Regions from separate parts of the Mus musculus genome. Here region 2 is linked to region 1. A link is a contact called in public HiChIP or PLAC-seq data. All regions are on one chromosome and are shown on one strand. The core of a region is the stretch at or near the end of the contact, and the rest is flanking DNA. Distances in the headings are between cores, read along the strand shown.

Region 1 (2,700 bases), core at 85-2,584:
CCATAAGACAGCTCTGGAAGGGGCATTTTGTTTGACAAGCACAATGCACTTTTAGATATTTTAGTTAATTGCCAACCTGTACAGGTCTGGTGGTTTCACACTGACAAGTTGAAAGCTAGCCTCCTGGCTCCCACCAGCAGAGCTGGCTGGCCTGAGTGTAGGCTCCTGCTGTCCTCCCCAGTTAATCCCATCAGCCCATGGCTTCCCTCAGGACTTCTGACCCCTGCCTGCCCCTGAAGCAACAGACCTGTCCATCTGAAGCCTGGACAGGTGTCTCTCTATACATTTTCTTACTCAGAGAGCTATGAGAACAGATTCACCCTTGGGATCGAGCCAGATGAATTAAAATCTGAGCTGGGAAATGACCTGGGCTCTAAAAGAGGCGTAAAGGTCCAAGTTCTGAATCCAGGGCTGAGAGTAGCTAGGGCAGGGGAAGTTGTAACAACGGATTTTCTTCTAGATGCCCCTTGACTGTCTTATAATCTATCTGTTAGATCTAACCAAACTCTGATTTACTTCACTCCTCAGCTCTACCCCCTTTTGGTAGCAACTAACTTACTTATCTTTCCCTAAACAGCCTTGATGTCTTGGCTTTCTGATTCACTGCTTGGGCTGTTCAATTCTCAATATCCCACTTATTTTTCCCTCCATCCACTGCAACCTGTCCCCGTCTAAGACCTCCCTTCTCGAAGCTGGAATAGTTCAGAGCCTGTTGTCTTTTCCTGGCGAGGTGGCAGATACTCACGTTTCAAGTGTTTGCCAAAGCGCCTGAACTCTGGTCACCATCTAGAACTATTAGAAAGCTCTGCGGGACCACCTTGCAGTCAGTGAGAAAGAACAAGCCGACTGCCAGCTGACAATTCCCCTAAAATGCTCCTGGGTGCCGCCAATGCAGCGACCAGGTTTAATACTGAGTCAGACAGCCCCTCCTTCCCCGGAGGAGCAGCAGATGACAGGCGGGGGCGGTGGTAAAGCTGGGAAGACCACGCGCTTTGCACTGCAGTCTCCCAGCCTTGGCCACAGGAAAGACTGTGCAGGGACCCACCACGCCAAGTTTCAAATGTCAAAGAATCCTCTGGGAACCTTGCTTCTTTCCTATTCACTTGGAACATACAACTGATCGGTTAACAGCAGTATTTCTTTCGAAAACAAACAAACAAACAAACAAAACAAGACGAATGACCCAAACCAGGAGCGAGTAGTGTGCAGGTGAGCTAACCTGCATCTCAAATGGAATGGACCTTATGTGCAGCCTCCTCCAGCCCGGCTCGTACCTGACTCCTGGCCCTTGATGGGATGTCCTGGGCACTGCGCGATGAGCAACAAGCCTATGCAATTGTGACTCAAATTTTATTGGCAAACATCAACTCCCTCGTCGGTTCCTAGGACTCTGTTCCGCAGGACCCTATTTTATGAGGACACTTCGCTACGGTTCATCCACTTGGACCATTTCCAAATCTCAAATGGCTTCTGGAGACAAACTGGGTACACCAAGTGGGAGGGACCAGGTTCGGTTTTGAAAGTGCACCATCAAAGTTATGCACCATAAAAAGTTATGTTCTAGAGCAGGTACAAGGCTGGTCTGAGTACACTGCAGCTTAGCAGCCACGCCTCCTAATCCTCCAAAGGTCCTCACCCTCGCTGGCTCCGCCCCAGAGCTCTTCTTCTGGCGCTCCACCTGCTTCCACTCTGCATAGTGGTTGCCTTCGAATTCCTGGAAAGCTGCTGCTCCCTCAGAGACACTGAGACATGCTGTTGTCCTGACAACAGAGACCTAGCACTTGAAAAAGCCAGGAAGAATGTCAATGGATGCTGCTTTAAATCCAGATTCAAGGATATAGGAAAAACTGGTTGGTAGGGCAGGGGTAAGAAAACATCGATGTTAAGCTATACAGGCTGAGCTTCAAGAGCCTGGGTGGGGTCGGTGGGCATCTCAAACTGGGGACATTGTGTTGCCCCACCTCTTCTTCACCAATCGAGTTTGTGCTTCGCAGGATTGAATTTATCCCAAGTCCCTAGAAGAGGTTTTCACAGTTTGAAACCAACTGTCACTCCCATTGCGTCCTATACACACTGGCACTAGTCAAGTCAGAGACAGCAGCCAGGAGAAGAGGTGTGCTGGGGCTTTGAGGAAAATCTGCTTACTTATCTCACAGCAGCAAGTCCTAGGAGAGACCAAGGCTTTTACCCTAAGCAATGTGTGTGGAGATGCAGATTCTAGGGTTGCACAGCCATTTGTCAATGCACGGAGATTGCTGGGCTACATACAGGGATGGAGGCTGTTTGGTGGAACGCACAGATAACAACAATTCCATTTAAGGCAGAGTAGGGAGGGCTGATACTGACCAAAAACCAGGCTTAGGCTACATAGCCCTTAGCCCTGACTTGAGGTCCTGAGTCTGCCAGCTAGGCTCCGTTTCCTAAAGCTTCCACAAGATCCCAAGACAGCATGGCCAGCTGAGGACTGAGTGTTCAAGGGACATCTGTGTCTGTGAGGACATTTGCATTCAAACCCTGCCTGCCAGCAGCTCAAGGAGAAGGCCTCACTCAGCCTTGTGCTTGCACCTTTCATCAGGTGTGGGTTTGACACGAATCCACAAGTGGGCTCTTCTCCCCACTGTGGCAGGTGGTGCATGTCTCATAAGACCATAGGGAATGTGCTTTGTGGGCCGTGAGCTCTGTGTCAGGCACTATGACATA
Region 2 (2,700 bases), core at 43-2,542, 170 kb after region 1:
AAATCCACTAATCCCTGAGCTCCCCAAATTCAGGACTTGAAATCCCACCAATCATCACTCTGGAAATCTCTGCCCTGGAAAGCCCCGCCCCCTAAGAGATCCTATATAAGCACTGCCACTTTGTCTAATTCCCTGTTGTCTGTTCCCTAGGATAGAGAGCAGCCATCCCTGGATTCATCCCTTCACACCCTGGTCCATCCAATAAATCTCTTTCATGAGATTCTTATGCCTGGTCAGAAGTGAAGAAGAAAAGAAGCAATGAAGAGAAGAAACGATGAGAAGGAGAGGGACTGAGGCTCCTGAGCTCCGCTGAGGACGCCATGCCCTGGTAGCTGCATCGCCTCTGCTGAGGAGGCTTCCTCTTAGAGCTATCTAGTTCCTCAGCTCCCATGTCTCAGGGTGCCCTTCTTTTGGGACATTGTCCCACCTCAGAGCTGTGTGGTTCCTGAGCTTCCGAGTCCCAGGAGATCCTCCCATCAGAGCAGAAACACAATGTCAAAGACCTAAGACGGAAGGTGTGGGATAAAAGCGGAAGGTGTGGGATAAAAGGAATTTGGGCACGCACGTTTGGCTAATAGGATTTTTGAGCCTCGTCAAAAAGTGGCCTCCAGATGCCCGTCCGACATTTGGTTCGGAACATAGTCTTTGTTGCATGGAATAGAAGTTTTACAGGCTGAAGCGAGGGGGAAAGGACCAAAAGTATAGAAGAAGGACTAGTTGGGAAGGATGGAGGTCAGTGAAAGAAGGGCACATGAATGAGGGTCGCTGGGGGTGAATGTGATCACAGTGCACTGTATTCAAGTATCATGATGTCAGATTTTAAAGAAAAAACGTTAAAAAACAAGCGGCCAGACAAGAACCCAATATTACAGTTTGTAACCTATCTTTCTATCCTAAGATAGGATGGAAATTATCCTAAGATATTCTCCAAGTTCCAAAGCCGTGGATGCAGCCGAAACTACCTTAGCACCCACGAGTTTCACTCACAGAGGTGGCTGGTTTTCCACAGTAACAATTCACCCAGCCAGTGCATCATTTACTACCTGGTCACAGAGCGCCGTGAAGTATCTACATTACATTAGTAGCTTACCTCTCATCCTAACCTCATGCAAGGGGGTGTCCAAGGTTCTCTTAATTTAGGAAAGGAAAAGGTTCTAGAACCAGTTTCTTTAAGAAAATAAGCTTAAGGTGGCAAACCTTGCCTGAGCACTAGGGGAGCAATCGCTGGCCCGCAGCCCTGCGGTTGCGCCTGCGCAACTGGAAGCCCTGTCGAGGGCTCATGGTCTTGTGGGAAATGTAGTCCCGCGCGCCCAGTGCGGCTGCCTGTGCCGCCAGCCTCTGGCTTCTTCAGTGACTGTGGTGAGTGCGCTTCCTCGGGCGGGTGGTCCACGGGCGGGGAGGCGGAGGCGTTCCCACTGGGAGCCCGGGGCTCTGGTGCCAAAAGAGCAGAGCCGGCCAGACAGAAAGGTGATCCTTCGTCCGCAAGGAGCACGAAGTCGCAGGTGCGCAGCTCACGCGCGCGCCAGGCCGCAGGACACCCTAACCGAGACCCCCCAGCTCGGTATCCCCCCGTACCCCGGGGTCATTCGCGCCCGACTGCTCTCCAGCTCTACCTGGCCGAGCAGCTCTGGTTCGGTATGCACTATGAATGCGTGGTAGACCCGCTCTCTGAAGCTTGGCAGGGCACGGGACCACAGTCCGGGGCTCTGGCCATTGTGTGCACCGCTGCTGGGGACCCGCCCTCTGCCTGCGAAGGAGGAGCTTGTAAAATGAGTCCTGAATAAGCAAGAACGTGCCCACCCTTTCTTTAAGTTCATTATTGGTCAACTAGAAAAATGTACGAGCGAAATCATTCGAAATTTGTCCTAAAGTCCATGTATTGTGTTATATGTATAAATAGAAACCTTTTGCTTCCAAAAAAAAAAAAAAAGATGTTAGTGCCTTTCCTCCATTCACCTTTAAAAATGGAGTTACAAAAGGCATTTTGTAAGATGCTTGAAGTGCATCTAAACCACCACCCAATGGAGATGAGAATAGCCTTAAGACACTAATTTTTAAGAGCAGTTAAAGCTGTCATTTTCACGAATGGTTCCCTTTGGACTTTTGGGCTTTTTTGTTTTTGTTGTGTTTTGTTTTTATTTTAATATTGGACATGGTACAGTTATGTCATTCTTTGTATTGCCTCTTTCCACAAAACCTTGTAGTGAAATTTCTAGGTCAACGTTATAATTAGACCTTTGGGCATCTCCTGTCTTATTCTTTCCAGAAAAGTAGCAGTTTCTAAAGATGGTTGCGGTGTTAAGAGTGACTGACGCCCCACATCAACTGGAAGTGCTGCTAGTAGCCTCTTAAGCTTTGGAGAGGTGCAAGCTAGGTGTGGTAGTGTGTGCCTTGAATCCCACAGAGGCAGGGGGATGAGTTTGAGGCCACCTGCTCCACAGAGTCTGGGCCAGCCAAGGCTACTTAGTGAGAAGACCCTCCTTCAAATAATATCCTTATGCTAAACTCCAGCCCATTTTATTCCTAACTTTTGCATCTGTTGTACAAACAGATGAATCTACAGAAAAGTTGCATATTGCTATAGTCATATAAACCTACATTTCACTTGTATGTATCTATGGCTGCATGTATGCATGGGTACAGGTGCACATATAGCCACATTCAGGTGAAGACCTGAGGTCAGGGCCGAGAAGCATCCTC

The links. HiChIP or PLAC-seq counts read pairs in DNA pulled down with a chosen protein or histone mark.
Region 2: a contact with region 1 is called in an H3K27ac HiChIP or PLAC-seq map of embryonic stem cells, with 5 read pairs. The contact joins the promoter of Zfp2 here to the promoter of 9230009I02Rik in region 1. A contact is called at or near these places in 1 of 484 Hi-C or Micro-C datasets (liver), 1 of 115 datasets of contacts at active chromatin or transcription factors (embryonic stem cells) and 1 of 9 other capture datasets (liver).

Annotation. Positions count from the first base shown.
Region 1 is chr11:51,083,721-51,086,420 of GRCm38.p6, reverse strand. 9230009I02Rik (RIKEN cDNA 9230009I02 gene) reads right to left here and starts at 1,334. Exons shown (of 3, transcript NR_045865.1): 1 at 1,275-1,334.
Region 2 is chr11:50,914,768-50,917,467 of GRCm38.p6, reverse strand. It overlaps Zfp2 (zinc finger protein 2), which reads left to right and starts at 1,292. Exons shown (of 6, transcript NM_001044698.2): 1 at 1,292-1,359.